Regions from separate parts of the Mus musculus genome. Here regions 2, 3, 4, 5, 6 and 7 are each linked to region 1. The links are chromatin contacts, called in public HiCAR-type, HiChIP or PLAC-seq and promoter capture Hi-C maps. All regions are on one chromosome and are shown on one strand. Each heading gives the region's core, a stretch centred on a gene start, on an enhancer-like site or on the middle of the called end of the contact. The rest is flanking DNA. Distances are from core to core; before and after follow the strand shown.

The links. Promoter capture Hi-C pulls out the DNA fragments that hold promoters and counts their contacts. HiCAR-type assays count read pairs that join an accessible place to other places. HiChIP or PLAC-seq counts read pairs in DNA pulled down with a chosen protein or histone mark.
Region 2: a HiCAR-type map of astrocytes shows a contact between it and region 1, with 3 times the contacts expected there. The contact joins the promoter of Cggbp1 here to the promoter of Epha3 in region 1. A contact is called at or near these places in 2 of 39 promoter capture datasets (hippocampal neurons and second pharyngeal arch cranial neural crest), 2 of 484 Hi-C or Micro-C datasets (brain and cerebellum) and 6 of 115 datasets of contacts at active chromatin or transcription factors (astrocytes, embryonic forebrain, embryonic stem cells and 2 more).
Region 3: a contact with region 1 is called in an H3K27ac HiChIP or PLAC-seq map of cardiomyocytes, with 9 times the contacts expected there. The contact joins the promoter of 4930453N24Rik here to the promoter of Epha3 in region 1. A contact is called at or near these places in 3 of 39 promoter capture datasets (cranial neural crest, hippocampal neurons and liver), 13 of 115 datasets of contacts at active chromatin or transcription factors (astrocytes, cardiomyocytes, craniofacial prominence and 7 more) and 1 of 9 other capture datasets (adipose tissue).
Region 4: a promoter capture Hi-C map of second pharyngeal arch cranial neural crest shows a contact between it and region 1, with 8 times the contacts expected there. The contact joins the enhancer-like site here to the promoter of Epha3 in region 1. A contact is called at or near these places in 10 of 39 promoter capture datasets (the 3T3-L1 cell line, cranial neural crest, embryonic stem cells and 5 more), 1 of 484 Hi-C or Micro-C datasets (cortical neurons), 6 of 115 datasets of contacts at active chromatin or transcription factors (craniofacial prominence, embryonic forebrain, embryonic hindbrain and 3 more) and 1 of 9 other capture datasets (adipose tissue).
Region 5: an H3K4me3 HiChIP or PLAC-seq map of embryonic forebrain shows a contact between it and region 1, with 5 times the contacts expected there. The contact joins the enhancer-like site here to the promoter of Epha3 in region 1. A contact is called at or near these places in 8 of 39 promoter capture datasets (the C10 cell line, cranial neural crest, embryonic stem cells and 5 more), 1 of 484 Hi-C or Micro-C datasets (muscle stem cells) and 7 of 115 datasets of contacts at active chromatin or transcription factors (astrocytes, craniofacial prominence, embryonic forebrain and 4 more).
Region 6: an H3K27ac HiChIP or PLAC-seq map of VIP interneurons shows a contact between it and region 1, with 12 times the contacts expected there. The contact joins the enhancer-like site here to the promoter of Epha3 in region 1. A contact is called at or near these places in 13 of 39 promoter capture datasets (the 3T3-L1 cell line, the C10 cell line, HPC-7-derived erythroid cells and 8 more), 8 of 115 datasets of contacts at active chromatin or transcription factors (VIP interneurons, astrocytes, embryonic basal ganglia and 5 more) and 1 of 9 other capture datasets (embryonic stem cells).
Region 7: a contact with region 1 is called in an H3K4me3 HiChIP or PLAC-seq map of embryonic forebrain, with 10 times the contacts expected there. The contact joins the enhancer-like site here to the promoter of Epha3 in region 1. A contact is called at or near these places in 5 of 39 promoter capture datasets (the 3T3-L1 cell line, embryonic stem cells, hippocampal neurons and 2 more), 2 of 484 Hi-C or Micro-C datasets (cerebellum and embryonic fibroblasts), 6 of 115 datasets of contacts at active chromatin or transcription factors (astrocytes, craniofacial prominence, differentiating embryonic stem cells and 3 more) and 1 of 9 other capture datasets (liver).

What each region holds. Positions count from the first base shown.
Region 1 is chr16:63,862,481-63,865,823 of GRCm38.p6, forward strand. Epha3 (Eph receptor A3) reads right to left here and starts at 1,695. Exons shown (of 17, transcript NM_010140.4): 1 at 1,480-1,695. The coding sequence starts at 1,567.
Region 2 is chr16:64,850,450-64,853,792 of GRCm38.p6, forward strand. It overlaps Cggbp1 (CGG triplet repeat binding protein 1), which reads left to right and starts at 1,552. Exons shown (of 3, transcript NM_178647.3): 1 at 1,552-1,787; 2 at 2,350-2,576. It overlaps Zfp654 (zinc finger protein 654), which reads right to left and starts at 1,274. Exons shown (of 9, transcript NM_001347245.1): 1 at 1,018-1,274. The coding sequence starts at 1,203.
Region 3 is chr16:64,769,315-64,772,657 of GRCm38.p6, forward strand. 4930453N24Rik (RIKEN cDNA 4930453N24 gene) reads right to left here and starts at 1,625. Exons shown (of 3, transcript NM_026273.2): 1 at 1,423-1,625. The coding sequence starts at 1,549.
Region 4 is chr16:62,993,969-62,997,311 of GRCm38.p6, forward strand. No RefSeq gene overlaps it. Among named protein-coding and RNA genes, the nearest start is that of Pros1, 140 kb to the left of the region's middle. Within about 2 kb of position 1,838, at least 3 of the 459 cell types and tissues checked have an H3K27ac peak or open chromatin away from gene starts, as enhancers often do. A contact at or near this core is called in craniofacial prominence and second pharyngeal arch cranial neural crest, where this site is marked.
Region 5 is chr16:63,030,195-63,033,537 of GRCm38.p6, forward strand. No RefSeq gene overlaps it. Among named protein-coding and RNA genes, the nearest start is that of Pros1, 180 kb to the left of the region's middle. Within about 2 kb of position 1,742, at least 6 of the 459 cell types and tissues checked have an H3K27ac peak or open chromatin away from gene starts, as enhancers often do. A contact at or near this core is called in embryonic forebrain, where this site is marked.
Region 6 is chr16:64,675,816-64,679,158 of GRCm38.p6, forward strand. No RefSeq gene overlaps it. Among named protein-coding and RNA genes, the nearest start is that of Csnka2ip, 75 kb to the left of the region's middle. Within about 2 kb of position 1,851, at least 8 of the 459 cell types and tissues checked have an H3K27ac peak or open chromatin away from gene starts, as enhancers often do. A contact at or near this core is called in VIP interneurons and embryonic basal ganglia, where this site is marked.
Region 7 is chr16:63,089,978-63,093,320 of GRCm38.p6, forward strand. No RefSeq gene overlaps it. Among named protein-coding and RNA genes, the nearest start is that of Gm33912, 130 kb to the right of the region's middle. Within about 2 kb of position 1,619, at least 36 of the 459 cell types and tissues checked have an H3K27ac peak or open chromatin away from gene starts, as enhancers often do. A contact at or near this core is called in cerebellum, embryonic forebrain and hippocampal neurons, where this site is marked.

The DNA.
Region 1 (3,343 bases), core at 445-2,944:
CAAGAATGGCTGATGATTATTTTTAAGTGAACATTTTAATTTGTATTACTAAATAAGTGATTTGTGGAAAAAATCAGTTTTCCCATCTTCATGATGAAAAGAAAAACAAACAAACAAACAAACAAAAAACCACTACTTCTCTACTGAAAAGCAAACAAAAAATAATAAAACCAGTCAGACTGATAAAGGCAGCCAAGGCACTAAGGAAAGAAAATTAAACTGTCCCATTAGCGTGAAAGTGGGTCACCAAACATGGGAAGCGGTCTTTGTGCTAATGGGTTTACATACATTTTTCTTTCACATGGGCATAAGCATAATGTCTACAACATTGGCTCTACAAAACGTTTTTAAGTGAGTGTTGTACAGCTACTGTGCTCCCTGCACTTCAGCTGTCCTCTATTGTTAACTTGCTCGATACAATTCTCAATGTTCAAAATCATTAAGAGGAAATTAAAGTTGTAAGTGTTGCTGCAAGGCAATCAATTATTCAGAGAAGTTGTCTTAAGAGTTTGTATTCACAAATCATTAAAACTAGATAATGAAAAGTCTGAAAAAAATATCATGAGTCTGCTCAGTATCCACGAAAACAAATATTCTCAATATTAGGTTTACACTTTGATCCATTGAGAATGCAAGGATGCCCGTTACACTGACAATAATTAATCCAGCATCAAGGAAATGCCGTTAGCTTTCCATGAGTGTTCTTTCTAATTTGCTAGTCTGTTATTTACTGTATCTACCCAGGAGCTAATTATCAATCAATCATTAAATGCATCCTTCTATGTGTATGAAAGGCCTTTTTACAAAAGAACCCAACTTAAGCTCACTGTATATCCCTTGAACCATCACTGCTGTTAATAATGTGGCATGCATATGCTACCCATGAGAACCTGTATCGCTGAGCACAGCATCGCCCGGCGGGATCCACAGCACTTCAATAAGGCGGTTGTAACATAAACACATGCACACACGCGCGCACTCAAACACCTCGGGTCCAACGAGCCCCCTTCTCTCCAGTCCATTCATAAGTGCCAAAGGGTGTAAGCAGGAGCAACCTGTCATTATCTTTAAAACACACCGCGGGGATCTCAAGAGAGGCTAGCCTTTTCTTTGAAACTTCTCAAAGAACCACATGGTCATAATTAGAAAATAAAATACTGCCTTGGCTATTTGGCAATTAACAGTCTGGGTTGTTAAAAAAAGAAAAAAAGAAAAAAAGAAACCGAAGGTTTTCTTTCTTTCTGGTTCAAATTGGTAAATGTGGTAATCACTTGAATCGCTCGCTATCAGATTAAAAACAGATTTATTATTATTTTTAAAGGTTTCTACAATCCCAAGACATCCCCCAAAAGTGTTTTGGGATTGCTACTGGGCAAACAATCTTTTCGCTGCCACTGCTTTCTGGGCATCTCAGGGAACAGCGCCGTCCGGGGGCTGTGGGCTCCGCTCCGGCGGGAGCGGCGCGGTTACCTGGCTTACCTTCGTTGGAAGGCTGTGGGCTCAGTTCTCCGGAGCAGCTGAGGACGCAGCAGCCGAGCAGGACGAGGATGGAGAGGTGACAATCCATGTTGCTGGTGCACCGGGCAGTGAGAGGAGCATATCTCCGCGAAGCATACCACTGATGTGAGGGGGAGCGCTCTGATTGCTGGAGAAGTTACCATGCTCCGCTCGCAGTCTGATGTCAAGTTTGACACTGGAGATAAGGAGGAGTCTGGCTGCCTTTCTGCGAACCCCGCTCGGGGACTTCTCTGGGTCCTAGTGCCGTCGCCAGCGGGCGCTGAAGAAGAGCAGGGCAGCCCCATGGCTGGCAGCCAGCTCCGTTCCACGGAGCTGCGGAAGAACGCAGAGGGGTGGAGGTCGAGAGTGTTGCTGGTGGGGTAGGAAAGCCAGAAGATGTGCTGGGACAGCGACAGCGACGGAGAGTCTTGGGAGCCATTCCGTTTTCACGGGAAGGCAGCTATTTGTTTGCTATACTTGATCAGTTGCCTATTTCTGAAAGATCCCTATTAGAGGTACTGTGAGTTGAAACTAATGTTCAAAAAAGTAGTATTGTTTTTAAAAGTGGAAGACGTTCATTCAATTATTGTAGAACGACAAAGACCATTGCAATTAATCCGTTTACTGTGTTCTGTGTGTTCACAGTCCTCTTAGTGATTCAACAAGATAAAAGTAGACTGCTCAGTCTACCACATGGTATTGGGGCTGTTAAAGGCATTTGATACAGCAATCTCAGCTGAAACAGAGAGGTCACAGTCAGGTTCTGAACACTGGCAAATAGCCGTTGCCCTCCCAGGACAGGAACAATCCTAGCCAAAGCCATAGCTTCAGACTACCACTCATTCCATCGGATGGTTGCTGGATTTGCAATATAAATCGAAAGTCCTGAACAAGGAATGCTCCTGCCTACAACTAGCTAGCACTAGAACTTTCCTGTTTTGTGAGACTCGGAGATTAACTCATAGCTCCCTGTTCTGCCTTCCAGCTGCCACTAATCTGGGACTATTTGAAGGCTGCTCTTTTAACGCTGAAAAATCCAGTATTTCCTAGAGAACAATGTCCTTGGACTTGCTAAATTACTTTGCATGATGGTTACAAACGGTCTCATGCTGAACAACCTCACTGCAACCTACTTCAGCCATGTAATTTATCCAATTTCTACTTTAAGATCTCTTTTGAATTATCTTTGAAATAGGTCCCAGAAAATGATTCCTCACCAACCCTCTCAACCACCCATCCATCTCAGCCTATCCTGAAAAGGAGCAAGATGACTTCCTTACACGGCTTCAAAACGGAAAATTAGGTTGACAACGTTAACGCCAGTGATCAGTGTTAGAGCCCTGAGAAGGGAGACGGAGTAGGTTTTTAAGGGTCCTGATAATAAGATGTGTATTTCACAAGCACTCCACTTTCTATGACCCTGGAATTTAGGCTAATGGCTTCTGATACTCTTTGTTGACTGTTTGGTAAAGATGGGTTGGGTTGAAGAAGCCAGATGGAAGAGACTGATTCTGTTCACACTTCCTCGAGAGACTTGTCTCCCTAACTCCTTCTCACATTAGGCCACCAGAGGCTGTAGAGCCCACCAGTGCTAAATCTGACTCCATTGAAAATAAGGTTTGTTGACCAGAAAATGGAGAGAGTGGGGATTGCCTCATAATGTTTGCAGTTCCACAACAGTTACATTGCTTCATAGCTGGATATGATTTTTTTTTTTTACTGAGAGTTTGAAAGAAATGACATTTATTTCAGATTGCAATTTAAAAGCATTTGGAAAGGTCATGATGGTATGCTGGTCTTTATGAACGTATTACTTCCTTTCCTCTCACTATCCCATTATTTCTCT
Region 2 (3,343 bases), core at 302-2,801, 990 kb after region 1:
AGTGTTAAGAATGCAAAAAAAAAAAAAAACCCTTATATTACAAATGCATGCAGATGAGAACGCAGATTATCCAAACTTTATCCCTAAACCCGGAGCTTGTTTCTATATTTGCTTACAGTTAGATAAAAACTACATGCAATCCTTAAAAGCAGTCGGCAGAATAAAGGAAACAAATAATTTACTGTCACTTTTTCCGATACTGAATTTAACAGACCAACCAAAAACGAGTAATTTAAAGGCTGGGGGAGGGGTGGTGTAACGAGGGCAATAGTTTCAGGAAAAACGACTTTCTCTGTAGTCAGACAATTAGGAAACAGTGTGCTTGTCAGAGAAGGGGGTCAAAAAAAGGGAAAGATGACAATCACTCCTATAAGGTTCCACACGGAAAACACCCCCCCTCCCAACACACACACACCTGGTGGGGGAGGGGAGTAGCTAACGGTGGGACAGTGCCAAGGCCAACGGAAGAACTGGTCCAGAGGGACCTAGTGAGGGAATGACAGGCGACCCTAGCAGAGGGGGAGGGGTGGCGATGACAGGAGGGCAGGCAGTGGGGTGATAGCATGCTTGGCGTCTCTGAAAAAGAGAATGCGGGGGAACCTGGGTAACAGAGAAAGACGGGAGAGCCCAGCAGAAGTGAGAGGGACCGGGTAGTGAACCTGAGAAAGGCGGGACCCTGGGGTACGAAGAGGGTCTGCAGGGAGGCACAGGCATGTCAGGACGGGGTGCTTTCCAGTTGACCGTCCAGCTCCCAGCCCACCACCACCACCGCCGCCGCGACAAACTCACTTTCTCCTCACCTCCAAGTCCGCAAGTCACCCCCAACCCCACTCCCCGTCGTCCCCATCGCCGAGCTCGGAGCGGTGCAGAGAGGGGACCGGGGCTTCCCAGACTCCCTCTCCGTCCCGCCGGAGGACCGGTCCCGGACACGACGCAGAGACCTGGGCCAGCAGGCCAGGAGCCACGCAGAGGCCCGGGAGCCCAGTGACAAGTCGGAGCGGCCGACGGGCGCCTCACCTGACAGAAGCGTCGGCAGTAATCCCGGCTGCTGATCCCGACGCCGCCGCCACAGCCGCCGCCGCCGGCCCCCCCTCTGCCGTCGCCCGCAGCTAGGAGCCCCACTGGGCCCGGGGGGGACTCCACAATGGCCACGAGCTCTTCTCCGAGGCGCTCGGCCTCTTGGTCGCTCTCTTCCTCCGCCATGAGGCTCTCGCCGCCCAGCGCGTACCCAGCCCCTGCGCCGCCGCCGCCGCCGCCGCTGCCGCCGCCGCTGCCTCAGCTAACCTCCTCCTCCTCCTCTAGTTCCCTCCCCCTTTCCCTCCGCCCCAGCCGGACAGGGCTACTCGCCTGGGCTCTACTTCCGGCTCCGCCCACCCACGCCCCCAGTTTTCACTGGAGGAAGGACACCGCCAATCATAGGCATGCCCGCCCTACCTTCCTATTGGTTACACTAGCCGTCTGTTTGCCAGGCCTGCCATCTGTTGGTCCACACTACTCGGCGGTTGCTGAGGACCGCCTACGAGCCCTGCCATAGGGCGCGCCGGAGGACGGGGCGCGGCAGGGGACACGGCGGCCGCGGCGGAGCTCGCTCGGGCGGCGGCGACGGCGGTGGCAGCGGCAGGAGCAGCGGCTGAAGCAGCGGCGGAAGCAGCGGCGGCCGCAACGGGATCTCCTTCATCCCGTTGCTCTGCCCTTTCTTCCTCCTCTCTTCCTTCCTGGCGAGGGCTCGTGCACTTCCCCTAACGGCGGCCCGCTCCTACGGTCCCGAAGAGCTGGGAAGGCGGAAGGTGGGCTTGGCCGTTGGTGCGGGCGGCGAGCCCAGGCCTTCGGGCCGGGCGAGGGAACCGGGGGCGGGGCCGGAGGTGGAGGAGGAAGGAGCCGGGCCAGCCTGACAGCGACGGCCTCGGCCGGCGCCCGCCGCCCCCTCCCCGGGGACAGCCACGGAGTCGGCGGCGGTGCGGCGGACTTCTCCGGGGCCCTCCGAGGGCGGCTGGGACGCGGCCTCGGCCCCGGCCCCGGCCCGCAGGCGGGGTCGCGGCGCCGGGGCGCCACCTCGGCCGGCGCGGCGGGAGGAGGCTGTCTAGACGTCCGGCGGCCCGCGCCCGCCTTCCCCGCCCCCACCGGAGCCTCGGGCCTGCGGAGCGCGCGGGCCGCCGGGCCACCCGCCCCGGGGCGTGCGAGCCGAGCTGGCGTGGGGCTGGCTGGAGCTTCGGGATCGCGCACGGAAGGCGGAGAGAGACAGACACCTGTGTGCAGAGCGTGGCCCGAGCCGCTCTGCCGCGGGCCTGCGCCCTGCCTTTCCCGCCCCTCCACCATCTTCCCTTTCTGTTTGTTTTTTGTGTTTTACAGTAAAGACATGACTTCCCGGCGCCACCGGGAAAATAGGGTGCAAGCCCAGGAACTGTTTCCCCACCACCACCTGTTGAAAAACTGAGTCGAAGGCGTCTCCGGGGTCTGAACGAACGCGAAGTCGCTCGGATTGGATGCGTCTGTGGTTTTGCATCCAGAAAACTGTCACTACTTAATATCAAGGAAAAACAAACAAACAAACAAAAACCCGACTGGAAATTAAGCTGGTGAGTATTTCGACTTGAAAACTCAGTTTACTTTTGCTGTAGTAAATGGCTGTTTCGCTTTTGTTCCCTGGGTGCTCTATCTTAACTTCCTCATTTGTTTAAAATATTTCTGACTTCTGGAAACACTTTTACACGTAACCAACCTCCTCGCCTCTATGAGGTGGTTATTTTCATTGGCAGTATCAAGAATAGACCTTTCAAGAGAAAAGATCAGGAAAGTTCAGGCTTCACGTGGCACAAGAATTGCAGATCCCATTTCTGTAAGTTTGCAGTCAAAGAAAAATTCTAACTGCACCCCTAGTTTTTCATAACAGCTTTAATTGTTACTAGAATGGTTTTATTTCATAGGTGTAGAGTACTTGTGGAAGTTGCAGACATTTGCAGTGAGGATTTGCTGAGTATTAGGTGGGATTCATCATGATGTCTGTCTTTTCTGCCATGAAAAACCTATGCCCTAAAACAGTATCTCACACGTAACCCTTGAGTGTCAAAGATGTGGTGGGGTGGAAATCCACAGAAATTAAGCATGTGAAATTCTAGACATTTTGTGCCTTAGAGAATTTTCATGAATTGCTAAGTCCTACTTTGAGTTCATAGATTTTGCTCAAAATACAGACCAAAGTTGAAATAATCTTGGTGTTGCCCAGCAAGTAGACTAATGCAGTGGGATACTCCATGCTTTGTAATGTTACTTATAAAAACGAATTCTTCAGAACATACTTGAAGTATTTCTTCAACATGTTTTTAACAAAATTATTCAGTATAGT
Region 3 (3,343 bases), core at 375-2,874, 910 kb after region 1:
AACTTACCCATCTGTCTGCTTTTTTTTTTCTTTTTCTTTTTTTGGTTTTTCGAGACCGAGTTTCTCTGTATAGCCCTGGCTGTCCTGGAACTCACTTTGTAGACCAGGCTGGCCTCAAACTCAGAGATCCACCTGCCTCTGCCTCCCCAGTGCTGGGATTAAAGGCGAGCGCCACCACGCCCGGCTCATCTGTCTGCTTTTTTAATCCCTTAAATTTTAAACTTCCTTTACCTTGCTAGGCAGTGGTGGTACACACCCTTAGACCCAGCAGAAGCAGCCAGATCTCTTGAGTTCGAGGCCAGCCTGGTCTACAAAGTGAATCAAAGACAGCCAGGACTACACAGTGACCCAGAAAATTTCTGACCCAGAAAAAAAATGTATTTCTATGCCCCAAATACCTAAGATCCATAAACCTTGAAAAAAATGATTAAAATCACAATATATGATACCAAGGAATGTTGTCAAACTTCTGATTTTACAGATAATCGAAGCTGAAAAACAGCAGCATCAAGATGTTTTTAAACTAAAAAGTTGGGCTGAAAGCACAGACCAAATATCTTTCAAATAGACTACTGCTGCAAAATAGCAAGAATTAAAAAAAAGAAAAAGAAAAAGACAATGCACTCATTACATCTACCTTCCAAAGATCTTATTCCACAGACACACAGTATCTTTGATGCCCCTATTTCCAACTTCCCTAAAGACGCTATCACCTTTTCCCCATCCATTTCAGAATAGCTACTAAATTTGGTGGTTTGTTTTGGAGGCTTGAGGGTGTTCTTCTTTTTGTTTTGTCTGTCATTTTCTATCCCTTTCTTTTCAACAACATTCGTTTCACTAATGTATTTTAGTAAGGATATTTTTAATGTCTTATAAATGCAACGTACATATGTCCGTTTTGTCTTTTATACAACCTTTTGATTTAAAAAACAAAAACAAAAGAAGCTGTGGTCTTGCTACTTCCCAACTAGGAATGAATGTAGGACGAAGAGGCTGAGCATTCCTTGACATACGTGGATTAAAACTGTCCGCCTTTTATTTGTTTCGGTGGGTATTTACCTAAGACACTGACAAATAGTGTTTATTATTTCCCTTCGGGCTGAAAGAAAACAGCAGGAGCTGACTGATCTCCGTGGAGATCGAAACTGAAAACTGAAACATACTCTGGGATGCTCTTAAAAATCATGGGAATGGGCTCATCTGGTGCTCATCCGGGTCCGCATGTCCGCAAAAGTTTGCCCAGCCGGTACCACGGTCCGACTCACCAGCGCGCCGGGACCCGGCTCGGCCGGCGGGCGGGGAGGCTGCAGAGCTGTGCAGCGCCAACCCGGAGGCCTTCCCTGGGCTTCGGCGACAACCGGACCCGACCGGACCCGACCGGACCCGACCCCTGGGGGTGACAAGGCCCCTGCCGGCGCCTACCTTGGCGGTCCACAGGCTGCACCAGGCGGTTGGTGACGGTGTCGCAAAGGGCCATGATCTCGTCGTTGTCCAGCAGGCCGAGTAGGTTTCGGCAGCCCTCCGACTCTAAGTGGCTGAGCCCCGACATCTCGCCCCCGGGGATGGGGGGCAGAGGACGACGCCACCAGTGTCGCCCTCACGGCCCGCGGGCCGGCCGGCGCCTTGGCAACAGACACCGGAAGTGCCTTTTCAATCCCTCGCAAGCGCCGGAAGGGTCTCGGAGATTCCAGCCCCTCTCTGGGCGGAAGTGCTAGCTCAGAAAGTCAGCGAGGAAATGTGGTTCCGACTTGGGGCTCCGGCCTCTATTGGAGTAGAGTTCCACAGTTCGCGGTTTAAAGAAGTGTCCTGAGCATCTATCCACCTTCCACTCGAGGCTGGGCTAGAAACGAACCTGGGGGTGGGGGGTGGGGGGGAGCGCCTCCGAAGGGGCGACTTAAAGTGCGGCGCATGCGCGCGCGTGCCTGATGGTGGAGGCAGGGGTGGAGAGGCCAAGAGAGCTTCCATCATACCCCTGTACTTTTGAAGGTCTGTCCTCTTCTAGCCGCTTCTGAGTTAGGGGAGCCATCACTTTGATATTCTTTAGCTACAAAGATTAGACTACACTTTGAAACGCTCTAGGTTTTAAAAGGACTATAACTTGCTTCTCCGCCTTTGAGATAGCTAGATAATTAATTTAACCCAATTAATTGAATCTCAGTTGAACCTCAATTGCCAGCTGGTTGGTCATTAAGTATACTTGAAACAACCTGGGACTTCAGATTTGCATCTAATGTGGAGCTGGAGGGGCAGGGTGCCACACAATCTTGGGACTACGCCTCTAGCTGCAGGACCTGCCTGCCATTAGATTTGAATTAGTGGCTGGTGTCCCCTAAATGCAGTTAGTAGTCATTTGGTTGGTGTGGGGAAACACCGTGGGTGGAAAGTGATTTGTGTTATGAATATTAGAAGGAGAAACTGGATTTCTATTAGAGTTGCTGCTTCTGCTTCTTCTTCTTCTTCTTCTTCTTCTTCTTCTTCTTCTTCTTCTTCTTCTTCTTCTTCTTCTGTTTCTTTTTTCTTTTCTTTTCTTTTTTTTTTTTTTTTTTTTTTTGGTTTTTCTAGACAGGGTTTCTCTGTGTAACCCTGGCGGTCCTAGAACTCACTTTGTAGACCAGAATGGCCTCAAACTCAGAAATCCGCCTGCCTCTGCCTCCCGTGTGCTGGGATTAAAGGCGTGCACCACATTGCCCGGCTCTAGAGTTTTTTTTTTTTTTTTTCTAAATACAGAACTATTGAGATTTGGGGCAGGGTAATTTATTGCTGTAGAGGTTGCAGGATGCCTAACACCATCCCTACATTTCCACAAAGAATAGTGTGCCCCTTCTCTCACTTGATACAAGTGAAAATACCTCCAGGCTAACAAACGTTCCCTGAGAAGGAAAATCATGCCCAGGTGAGCCATTGATTCAAACCCTGCCCAAGGTGGTTTCTGAGATGATGAAAATATTGTTGTATTGCCCATACTAACGACTGTCCACATCTGGATTTTGAGATCTCGAAATATAGTAGTAAAACCGAAGAACAATTTCAAATTTTGTGTGAATTTGAATAAAGTTTTAATATCCACATGTGGCAAGTGGCTACTGGATTGGATCATGCAGATCTAAAAATGTGAAGGCCATTCTGTAGATGTGTTTTATGTTTGACCTCTGACTTCAGTTCTTTTATTTCTAAACAATTCTTGCAGATAACCTCAAGGGTTTCCTTATGATAACTACCTTAGACATGTATTGCAGGTCTCTGCTTCAAAGCCTATGTTCTTGATGTTTTACTTAAGAGGGTCTTCTCTTTAGACATTTTCCTTAGCTCATTTTTCCTACCGTTTATTCATGTCCCTGCTTCA
Region 4 (3,343 bases), core at 588-3,087, 870 kb before region 1:
CCTCTGAGTTCATGAGTATTGTGGCCCCTATCTCTTATATCCTTTCTTCATCTTCCATGATGTTAGCTGGGCTTTGGAGTGATGTCCTTATTAGGACTGAACACTCAGTCTCTTAATGTCAGCACTTTGAAGACTTCAGCATCTCTGTATTTACTACTTACTATAGCAAAAGGAAACTTCTATGACTGAAGTTGAAGGCCATTCATATCTACCAGTATGGCCATAAACACTTAGAAGACATGTTGACAGCATTATAATTTAGCAAAGTAATAATAGCAGGTTCTACCTCAGGTCAGCCAGGAGCCTTTGACCAAGGTACAGGATGAGGCATGAAATTCACTCCTGCAGAGCAGGTCTCAAATCTAATCAGAAAGTGGTTCATTACCTCATAAAAATCATGCTACTACTCAACAAATGGGCATATCTTGGCTGGAAGTTCGGTTTTGGAGAACACAGGGGTCAGTGTTGGGTAAGATCCTTCATATTGTTTCTCTGTCATCAGCCTGTATAGGAAGTGAAGAAGCTTCCTAGTTGGTTTGAAATTAATTTCTCTGAATTTCGGAAGTGACAGCACATTGTCTTTGGTATTTATTCTCGGTGAGAAGTGTGATCACTTGGAAGAGCAAAGCTTACATAAGAATGTGAATTAATGCTAATTGGTGCAACCTCAGGAAGTCATAGTTCAAATATGTACCAATACTTTTCTTCATTTTTTAAATAATTTTAGTAGAAAATAGTAGTTGCAAATACTAGTGCAAATATTTTCGTGCTTGAAACTTGATGTCATGCTCATCTGGTTTCTATTTTCTTGCTTCACCCACATTCAGTTCAACCTGACATCAGGTAGATATTTTGACCAGAGTTTTTATTTGACTGGTTAAAATATAATGCCATGTCATCGCTCACAATCATATACTCTTTGTAGGTATGAACGCTACATGGACCTTCAAAGTATCTTCTATGTGTCCTCACTTCAACCTCCAAATTCCTGAATGTTCTCCTTTGCTTGGGATTTTTATTCTCCAGAGGATACCATTTCTTCACATATCTGCCCATGATCCCTTTCAAAATTAATTGATTCCTTAGGGCAGGTATGGTGGTATACACCTTTAACCCTACAATGTGAGACACAGAGAAAAGTGAATCTCTGCAAGTTCAAGATCACTGTTCTACATAGAGTGTTCTAGTTCAGCCAGGGCTACATTAAGAGACCCTGTATATAAAAAACATTTAAAATTTAAGTTATTTATCTACAGTTTCATGTATGATGAACTAAATTCTGTTCAGTCTCATTTTTCCATTCACCAGTCTTTACCTTCTTCCACCAAGTACCCATCCTAATTTCATACCTTTTTGGTTTTGGGTGTTGCTTGTTTTATTTGTTTTTATTTTCATACCTTTTTTTTGTTTTATTTTCATTTTTGCTTTGTTAATACCCGGGTTTACCTGGGTCACTTGTGTGAGCATAGGCATGATGCTTACCGGATTATGAGTAACATACACATAGCCATTTTACTGAAGAGTATTACTTTGTCTTCCCTAGAAGCCTGTAAATGCCAAGAGCTTTCTTTGGCCAGGGACCATGAGATGATCCCATGTCCAATCTATGTTTGATTTTAGGGCTCTGTTTTGTGTAGGCCCTATGGAGCAACTGGAGCTCCTCTGAGTTCATGAGTATCGTGGCCATGCTATGCTCCTAAGACAGCATTCCACAGCTGCCCTTTCTCCTTCTGCTCTTTAATTATTTCCAGACCCTGTTCTATAATGTTCCCTGAACCTTTAGTAAAGTGACGTGGTTGTCTTGCCTAAGGATTAGCCCTCAACATTTGTGATTAATTATGGATCTCTGCATTGCATGCCACTTGGTACAAAGAGAAGCTTCTTTGAGCAGGACTGAGTACAGCGTAGTGTATGGGTAATGCATAAGTATTTATGAGTCTGTTTGACAACATGGCTATTTAGCAAAATAAGAATAAGTAATAAGCAAAATAAGTATATGGGTTCACTCATATTCCACAATGATTTATCCACTCATGGACTTTCCCCTATGTCTACAGCACTGGGCATGACCCTCTTATGGAGCAGAACTCAGTTCTCTTTAGAAACAAGGTGGGTTTATCCATAACACTGTGTCACTACTGATCTAGCACCCAACGCTTGCCAGTCAAGACAGCATCACTTTCCCAATAGACTCTACCTCTAATTTGTTTGTTAAATTTATTTAATAACAGGGTCTTGCTATATCGTCACATGTAGCCTGAACCTTGTGATCTTCTTGCTTTAGTTTCCCAAGGGCTGGGATTACAAGAAGGTGTCACCATTCGTGGCTTATTCCTATCTCTTACCATAGCCACAATGGGTTCATAGCAACATGAACTGTCGAAGAGTTGCACATTTGAACCATAACAGAAATTGAGGATTTTATTTCCCTTACCACTTATGAGTTAGGAAAACATTTTTGTTTTTTAGTGTGCTATGACTTTTTCTTTTCATGAAATTGTCTACTATATATTTGACAGTAGTAGAGGTGTTACTGATTCTCTGTTCTTGTCTCTTGAAGGAAAGAATTTAGTTTAGAAGCAGACAATATTAGTTAGACCAGTTTAGTTAGCCAAACAAAACAAAGCACATACCCCAGGGGGAACTAGAGTTGTCTGCCCGAACCAGAGGCAGTGAATGAAAGAAGTGAGTTTTGTGTTGTGGATTTTAAAGGAGTTTTAATGAAGATTTATGAGGAGGGTAGAGTAACTGATTTTCTTCCCAAGTCATAATGGGTCAGGTCTCCCCTTTAGGTTAATGATATTGTATAAGTGTGTCCTCTTACATATATTTCCCATGATTTTCTACATAAGTCCACCAGGGAGGATCAAAACCACAATATAAAATAAAAATAAATATAGGGCTTTTTAAGGATAATAAAACTTTATTAGTGCAGGTATGTGGGAATATGAACCAGTACATTTATGGAGTAATGGGAAGAGCTCATATGTAGACTTAAAGGTGTTTATCCATAAAGTGTTATTCTAACTATGAAGAGACACAGCCATCAAGGCACAGTCATAGCTTTCTTGCCTTTCTTCTAGTTCTTCCTTAAGACTGCTCAATATCTCCTGATAGATCTCATAGCTTTTTGTCATCTATGAGAATTGGGACTTTATGAAAGCTGGGGTCAGGGCAATAGTTTGTATGGCTGTACAATGGGAATAGGGCATAACATATCTATAGGACCTTTGTCTCTCAGCACCACTGTGCGTATGTGTATTTTGCCTAAAAGAAGTTGATGTAAGGCCAGTGTGAAAAGGGAGAGAAATGAGAAGGAACTATCAGAGCATATTTCTGCAGA
Region 5 (3,343 bases), core at 492-2,991, 830 kb before region 1:
CTATGGAGAGGCTGTTTTCGGCACCAGCGCCGCATAACTTTTGGGGTACTGTTCTTAGATACTTGTCTTGTTTCTGTGACAAAATATTTGACAAGGACAACTGAGGAGTTTGTTTTGATTCAGGGTTTGGGGATCTACTCCTTCACAGGAGAGCAGACAGAGGGCAGGGATGTGAAGCAGTTGGTCACACTGAGCCTTTATTTTTTTAATTAGTCATTTTATTCATTTACATTTCAAATGATACCCCCCCTTCCCAGTTACCATTCCACAAGTCCCCATCCCATCACTCCCTTCCCCCCTCCCCTTTACCTCTATGAGGGTGCTCCTCCACCTCCTCACCCACTCCTTCCTCATCGCTCTAGCATCCCCCTATGCTGGGACATCAAGCCTCCCTCCCCTCCCACTGATGTCCTATAAGGCCATCCTCTGCTACATACCTATCTGGAGTCATGGCTCCCTCCATGTATGCTCTTTGGCTGGGGGTTTAGTCCCTGGGAGCTCGGACTGAAGGAGCTGAAAGGGATCGCAGCCCCATGTGAGAAAGAACGGGACCACTCAGAGCTCCCAGGGACTAAAAGACACCAAAGTCTTAAAAGGCAGAAGCCAAGTGCAGGTGCTTCGATCCCTCTCTTTCTTTCCACATTCAGAATGCTTCTGCCTACCTCAGGTAACCTCTTTGGAAATGGCCTCAGACAAGTGCAGAGGTTTGTTTCCTAGGTGACCCTAAATCACACGACGTGGGTAAGCTTAATTGTCTCAGGAGATTTACGTGGAAAGACAGCTGGCTATTTGTCCTATCAGCCGATCCTCACCTGTCTCTGGTTCTGGCAGGCTGAGATGTAGAATCTATTCTACTCGGCTCTCTTCCATATGTGCCTTGGTTAGATGAGAACAGTGGCATTTGTCAGGGGGAGACAGAAAGTAGGAAGTGAGTTTCTGTATCCTTTTTTTCTCGTCTCTTTCCTGCAGGGTTGCTGAGGGGAGCTGCTAATATTCCACCCATTAAAACGCCAGAAGCATTGCACGATCCCCAGTGGTTTTCTAGCTCGGCCCAATCTTTCTATTCAATTCCTCTCAAGCAATACTAATTTGAATGTGTCATTTATTTCCTGTGGGATCCTGAAAGTGTTTGAGGATTTCAAACTTGGCTCCTCATGTTAGAAATCTAATTTGACCCTGGGTATATCAGCCTTCTTTCTTCAAAAGCAGCTGGCATGTTGAAGGAGATTGGGGACATGGGACAAAGTCTATAGAACAAGGATTTTCTCACATTCTTTTCTAACCACATAATACAATGCTTGCGTCGCTGGAATGAAATATAGAAGTAACATTCCATAATAGCCTTTAAAACTAAACAGGTTTTCAAGGTATACTTGGAATCAAACAGAGGAACGAGGTAGCAGCTGTGGCCTTGAAGTCCATACATTTGGACTTGACTTTAAATCTACAGCACAGACACGGTAGCCTCACGCCACTAGCCTCACACTAAGTCCCAGTGCACTTAAGAGCTTTGGTTTTTTGTTTTTTTTTTTTTTTAATAAACATTTTCTTCAAAGCAGTGGCTTGATTTGGTCTGCGATTTTTGTCAAGTGCGTATTATATCAAAGGATAAGTGTTTGCCAAAGCCTTTCTTCAGTCACAAAAGGAGAAGTTTTGTTTGAAGAAAGTCAAGCTGGTGGCGCAGAGCAGCTCCCTCTGCGAAGATGAAAGGGGCAAGTGGGTTTCCTGTTCCTCTTTTGTTGTTGTTTGTATCCCTCAGATATTTTAATCAACATGAAAGGACACACTGCTCTGCAAGAGCTGTGCAATTTGAGAAAGCCATTTCGAGGCTGCCAGATAGATTTGCAACTAATAAAGTCGTACTTGTCCGTGGTGTCAAAGACCAGATTCATGGGAGCTGATTAAGAAGGGCCCGAGGGCCAGGCCTGGGGGAGGGGCAGGGAATGATCAGGAGATAATTTTCACAATGGATTTTGTGACTGAAGAGTCCTGATCTGCATTATGGACAGTTAAAGACATAATAAGGAGAGATTGCATGAGCTGATTTTTGGTCCAGCAACAATGGAGCCTTGAGATTGGATTATGCTATAAACTATAAATTCTCCCTTTATGTACGACCTAAAGAGTCAGAAATAATTCCAAATTGAAAGCTAGAATTTCCCTAATTGATAGTCTGTATTTTTATAGCATGACAATGTTCTTCCAAATTTATTGTAGTGTATATTCCCTTGCTAGACTCCTCTGTGAGGGCCCAGTAGACCCTTAATCCTCATTTGTTTGTGGAGTTCAATCATTGGATAGTTCAAATACTTATTTTAAAGCCATTAAAAATTCTGACAACTATACAATGACGCATGTATCCTATATAAAAGAAGGCAAAATGGAATCAGAGAATGGCTTACTTCTTAATAGCACTTATTACTCTTACTAAAGACTCAACTTCAATTGTCAGTACCTACATGCTGGCTACATACATCTCTCACAGCAGTTTAGGGGGAACTGAAGTCTTTTTTCTGACCTCTGTGGGCACTGCACATATATGGTGCACATATGTACATGCACACAAAACTCTCTCACACACAATAGAAATTAAATAGAAACATTATTTAAATATGAAAATATTCAATAATTATATGTATTATAATTTATTACTTGCACCAAAGACATGGATAACACATAATACTTGTAAAGAAATAAGCCTAGGTGCTCTTATTGTCTGAGCATAAGGTAGAGATAATTATGGCATCACTCTGCTTGTAGAGACTCAGCCCCGAATCTCATTCTGAGAGCAAACAGGTAGAGAATGTCACCTTTATTCTGCAGGTTTTATTTATTATCATTTCCATATTATTTACGTTATCTCCTTTTATTTATTATTATATTTTTCTGGAAAAAGATGCAGTATGGCTTATATGGCCGTATACAACTTAAATCCCAGCACATTAGAGATAGAGTGGAAGTCTCTGTGAGTTTGGAGCTAGTCTCATCTCTGTAGTAAGTTCCAGGCCAGAAAGCTATATAATGAGACCCTGTTTCAACAAACAAACAAAGAGACAGACAGACAAACTCCAAGAAACAAAAGCATCAAATGATGCAATAAGGTTAAGGCAACCATATTTCTCATTTATCAGCCCTAGGATACTTCTGTTATATTATTTATTGACCTATCTTCCTACTGATCACCCTCCTTCTGCATAAAAGACACTTTAACACAGATCCATCTGTTTCTTTGCTCTGATAAAATATGCTTAATTGATTCACAACATGAATTAGTTCTTAGTTCATGGAAATGGCATAATGATACATCTTATTCATGCTACTTTTGACTCATAAAACATGTTCT
Region 6 (3,343 bases), core at 601-3,100, 810 kb after region 1:
CTCCCCTCAGAAAAGAGCAGGTCTCTCAGGGACATCAACTAAATATAGCATAACAAGCTACAATAAAACCCACCACATATTCTCACATCAAGGTTGGATGAGTCAATCTAGTAGCAGGGGAAAAAAAAAGTGGAACACCTCCATGTTGGTTGTATAGAACACTGGTCAGAAATAAAAATGGTGGAAAGACAAAGGGATACATAGGAAAGGAAAATGAAGTCTGTTGCTTGCAGTCCTGACTCCTCTCTATTCCTCCATTTTGCTAGACCTGCAATAGCTCACTTTTATCTGGCTATGTAAATAGCCAGTGGTGTCTTTTCACTGTTATTTTTCCCCAACTTCTTTAACTCACTTTAGCGATTTAGAGCTTTTCCCTTTGTTTTCACTGCAAGCTTTTAGGGTACTAATAGAATCCTTCTTTCCTGCTGCAGGCACTGTTACCAACGAGCCTTTGTCTGCTAGCCCACTTACCACCCTAACGTTAAACTCAATAGCCAGACTCAATAGCCAGAGCTGCTTGCAGTACAGAAGACACAAGTCCCAGAACCTCTAAAGATAGGGTTCCCATTATTCTATAGAGTAAGCTGAATGGGCTGAGAGCTCTGCGGACAGCTAAGCCACCTTTCCTCTCCTTACTGCAGTCTGGAGATAGGTGCTGGCCAGACCTAGGGGTGACTGGAAGAGACTGCAAGCACCAGCCTGTTTTGAAACCAGCCAGGCAGCCAGAGCTCCACTCTGCGTCAGCTTTACCTAACCCTAGCACTGATATGTAAGTTCTTCTGTGGCTCTTTCTATGCAACCCAGCTTTTCTTTAGATAAAATTGGGGGGTTGGGGGGTGAGGGTAGTAACCCTGTCCCAATGGTGTTGCTGTTGGTGTTATTAGCCATGATGGAGAGGGAACTCCAAATATCTTTAGATGGGGATTGTTTTTAATTTTGCAACCACAAGCAGACATTTGCTAAGATACTATAATGAGCTTGATGATTGTACAATCTTTAGTCTGTTTCTATTGAGACAATCTCTGCCTTGCTGATCACTCTAAGACACCTGCCCATCCTCTCCCAGTGTTTTCTGTGCCTTCAAGGCCTGTTATTACTCTAAATTGTTCTTTTTTTTTTTTTCTAGGCTTTTGTTTAAAAGCACATCTGTTACCCAGTAAGGTCAGTGGAAGAGCCTGGCTGTCCGGAAATCAGGCCTGTGGCAGCCTGGCACATTTAGTGGGAACTCAGCTGGGTCAGGAAAAGAGGCCCTTGCTTGGGCACAGGCATAGAGCAGGGTCCTGCCTGAGCGCATTGCTTACTGGATCTGAGCCTGTTTTCTCTAGTTTGTTTCTCCATCAACAAGAAAGAGAATTATCTTCGCTGACCTCTAGATCCTATCTCCCTTAAAATTCTGTGATCCAATATTCAGAACACAATATGTACTCTGACACCTCTGCCAACAAGAGCTGGGGCTGATTTTTCATAAAGAATAAATATTGTATTTTAAATATCTATTCAACATATCCACATATATAATTCCCCCCAAATTGCAAATAATTCCAGCTGGTTAAATTTAGAATGCTTATATTAAAACCAATTCAACAATACTCTCTGGCACAATTCCCAGAACATTTCCATTTGATTGGGAATTGTTTAAATTTTAATCCATTTTAAGCCTTCCCCTCTCCAAACTGTGCTCGTCTTAGAATGTCGCAGTTGAAATATTGACTGTGAAAGCGCCGCCTCTCTTATTAAATCATGCATCTCAAGGATGTGACTGCTACCCATTCGGATTGCTGTGGGAGCTGTGTGGAGCGTGTGCAACAACCAGAGAATGCATTTCCACACCTGTGGGCACAAGTCTGTGCTAGAGCAACCACAGAGGCCAGGCCGGCTTCTCCCTCACAGAAATACTACCCTCTGCTGGGGTATGACTGCTTTGATCCCTCCCGTGTCCTCCAAAAACATTTAAGATAATAGCAAGATGATATATCTGCCATCAAACTAGGAAAACAAGCCAAAACAAAACAAAACAAAAACAAAAAAAAACAAAAAACAAAACAAAAAAAAAAAAAACCACACTGTCCATATTCCTGAAGTCAAACAAGCTCATAGACATTAAGGTTAGAATCACACCCCTTTTCCTTTTCCTGCCTGCATTTTCAAATCTTATTCATCTTGGGTGTAATAGTCACTGATGTTATGAGGGGAACAAGAATGGAAGGAGTTACAGCCAAAATGGAGAGACAAGCTTTCAGCCGGGGCTGCAAAGACCAAACCCAGAACCCACTTGGAACTCTTCTGAGCCTTTGCAGTGAGTTGTTACCAATGTAAGCCGCAACCAACTTGCACACCTTCTAAGCAATTCTGTACTTCTACTCTTTTGCCAACCCATACACTGCCAGAGACCCTGCAGATTCTTATGTTATAATATAAACTATAGTCTTATGATAGTTGCACCCGTTAAAGGGTTAATTCTCGGCTCAGCGCTACCAGCTAGTAGCTAAAATGTTAAGAGGTAGAACGGGAGCCAGGGAGTTAGTTCAGTGGGTAGAATGTTCTTGTTGCACACGCCTGAAGGCCTAAGTTTTAATCTTCACCACACATGTAAATACTGGGTATGGCAGTGCACGTCTGTAACCTCAGCACTGGGTGGGAGAAAAGATGTAGGCGGAGCTTTGAAATTCACTGGCCAGCCAGCCTTTCTGAAACAGTAAGCGCCAAATGCAGTAAGAACCCTTGTCAGAAAACAAGATGTAGAGATGTGTGGCATATCAGAGGAAGACACTTGACGTTGACCTCTCTACTCCAAAGTGCACATGCAGGCAAGAACATCATACACTGATGGAGGCAGGGCACTGTTAGAGTCTAATGGCATGCCTTCTAGCAACCTAAGGAGTGTTGTTTCTCTAGTTCTCAAACTCCTAGCAATGATCATCACAAGTCTGAAACCATGAGCCAAAATAAAAAAATTAAAAAAAAAAACCTCTCTGTCTCTCTCTCCATACTGATTTGTCTCAGTGCAGTAATAGAAAGTTGACTGCCAGAGATATTAAGCAACCTTCTCCCTTCGTATGGCTGCCAGATAGTTACGCATCTCTTATCAATTATGCCACTTAATTCTAATATAATGTAAAAGCCAGATGGTACCTTACTTGTTTTAAAACAAGAGAGACTAAGGTTTGAGATGTTAAAAACTTACTTGGTATACACAGACAGTAAGAACTAAGCCTAGTTTATATCCCCAGGTCTGCCTCCCTTGACTATCTAAAAGCCATTTCTTTAAAAGCAATAATAACAAAAGGCATCAGTGGACCATCACAGCATCAGAAACCGTATACCAGGGTTTCATCAAAACACT
Region 7 (3,343 bases), core at 369-2,868, 770 kb before region 1:
TTTTTAAAAGTATTTTTTATTAGATATTTTCTTCATTTACATTTCAAATGCTGTTCCCAAAGTCCCCGATACCCTTCCCCGTGCCCTGATCCCCAACCCACCCAATTCTGCTTCCTGGCCCTGGCATTCCCCTGTACTGGGGCATATGATCTTTGCAAGACCAAGGACCTCTCTTCCCATTGATGACTAACTAGGCCATCCTCTCCTACATTTGCAACTAGAGACACAGCCCCCCCCCCCCCGCCGGGGGGGATAACTGGTTAGTTCATATTGTTGTTCCTCCTATAGAGTTGCAGATCCCTTTAGCTCCTTGGGTACTTTCTCTAGCTCCTTCACTAGGGGCCCTGAATTTTAAAAATAGCAGCTGATCACCTTTTATTATGCATCAAGAAAAATCAAAAGAAGGAAGACAGATATCTCCACAATCAGAAAGAAAACATGAAACATCACTACAGACCTTACAATCTAAACAGCTAAGAAGGGAAAGGTATACATTTGGCTTATAAGGATAAATGGAGTAAAATTAAAAAATTAGTAGATGAACACATTACTAATCTGAGTAATTACCTAGAATCTTTCAAGAATTAGGCAAAATGAAGAAAATCAGCCCTGAAAGAATACACACACTCTGAAATTCCATTTATGTACCGTTTTTGAAATAAGGATTTGGAATGGAGATTCCTTTTGTAGTTAACAAGAATGAGGGATGAAGGACATGTGTGAATATGATTCTAACAAATTAGAATTATATTCTAATTAGCAGGGGTCTTTTTGAGAGTGAAATTGTTTATTTTTGGAACCATGATGATGGGTAGATGATTCTACATATGACAAAAATATATAGAACTACATGTACACATATAAATGAATCTAATTAAGCTGGAGAACACTGAGTAAGATGGATGTTTTCTGTCAGTTTCAATAAAATAGTTAATATATTTTAGTTTCTAAGATGTCATTATTTGGGAGAAACTTGGAGAAGTCAATCCATGGTCTCTAGGGCTTTGTTTCTTGGTTGTTTTTGTTTCTTTGTTTTGCAATAATATGTTAATATAAAATTTTTTCAAAATGTTGTAGTGGTATATGGATTAGATTTAAAAATTGCCATGGCTTTCAGAAGTGCTAGTATATTTAATACTATTGTGAGTTTCTCAGATGTTTCTTGGCACACTGTCAAACCTATATAAGTGTTTTCACTACATCTTATTAGAGTTCCTTACTTACATATTCCATTTTTCCATTTTTCTCTTACAGAACACAATGTACCATTGAAAGTTACTAGTTTGACATAATATAAATATCTTTACACATTTTATAATTTCTTTTCATAAAAATAAAGTGTTGGTCCCTCCTAGTAGAATTTTTTTTTACGTCTAAAAATTTTTTTTGAACATCACGAAACCATAAAAGATTGTGGTTTGATAACTACAGAGGCACTTTGCTATGTGCTAACAACCTGAACAGGTGATGGAAAAGCTGAGAGAAAAGGAAATGTGGATCTGTGTCTGCGTTAAAAATGTAAAATTTTGTCAGCTACCAAATGCCTCTTCCCTCTCCTTTCCCAGCCCCTGGAACCAGTGCTGACTGTGGCCATCTGGGAAGGCAAACTAACCAGATGGTCACTGTGAGCTGCTGGGGAGGCCCTGCGGCAGCGCAGAGCCCACAAAAGAAATCTCTTTGGGACACAATGAAGAGAGGCCTAATTTATATTTTACGGCTTTTGAAGGAGATTAAGCACCAGGGTGGCATGATTTTCAACCAAGGCTGAGAGGGCTTTTTCTTTGTCCTTATTCCAATGAAGCTGAATTATAAGTTTGGGAAGCTACAGAAGTGTGAAAAGATGTCACAAGAGAAAGCCAGGCCAAATCATTGCACAATCCCAAACACCGTGCACAAAGATTGCGGTTAAAGAGCTTTATCAAAGCAATGTGTTCTGCAATCGATTACTGTGGCAGAGATTATGACTTTACAAGGGTTATAGCCAGCAGGGGATAAAGGAATAATATCCCTCCCATTCTTATGCTAAAACAGTTGAACAATTGATAACAAGGGATTAGAAATCAAAATTATATTGCAGCCTTGCTCTATGCAGCCTGGTGTCAAGGTCAAAGGGACGTGGTTCATGAACTTGGGAAGTGCTCGAGCACTTGGATGTCACAGGCCTCATGTGTCCACAGCTCCGGCAAATACTACGATGATAAAAATTAGTTCTGGTCCAAGAATATCATTCAGTCAGATACAGAACTCATCTGGCATCTCAGACTTGGATCTTAATCCCTGCTTCATCTTTTCTTTATGAGATGCATATATTAGATTTACTGATTTCACTGAAGATCCATTTTCCCATGGGTGATGTCTCATAAACACTGATGAAGGCTTCTGGAATAATAAACCAAGGCTCATGCAACACCAGTCTAAATGAAAAATGCAATTATTGTTTATCATATTTTTTGCATGCTTAGTGATTCTAATTATTATTAAAGCTCATTTTACTATTCATGATTGCTTCAGATAGCTTGTGACTGACTCCCATGACTACTAATGAACTCTTTATTATTAATTCAAAATATTGTGTTCATTGTATATATATACACACATATAGTCCTTAACCTTGAGAGATTTACACACACACATACACAAAAACATATATATATATATATATATATATATATACATATATATACATATATATATGAAGAGGCACATATATATGTATTATATGTTTAGCTGTGGAGGTACACGAGGGGATAATATACAGATATGTTTCAAGATTCCCTTAGTGTTTTCTTCCTTAGGAACTACTCCTATCCTTTTAGGTAGCATCATCTTTTAAATAAAATATATAAACTGTAATTTAAAAACTATATGACTTCTCCTTCTTCTTCTTTAACAGACATCTAACATGAGTGGTAATCTACCTTTGCAGCTATAATCCTAAATTTTAACATAATGAGCTCCATATGCAGGTAAATATATATATATATATATATATATATATATATATGTGTGTGTGTGTGTGTGTGTGTATTTATAAATATATCATATGAAGAGGATGACATGTGGTAGAAACATACATATGGTAGAATATATATATATATATATATATATATACATATATATATTATAATTATATATTATATGAAGAAATAGGAACTAGTATATATAATGATATATATTTTTTTCCTATCAAATACATACATATATATATATATATATACATATATATATATATATATATATATATATATTAGGTAGAAAAAGGCACAAAGTTAGCATTCTTCTTACCTTCAGGCATCTTAACTGTCTAATGGGTTGGATGGAGCACATCTGGAATGTTCTGTTA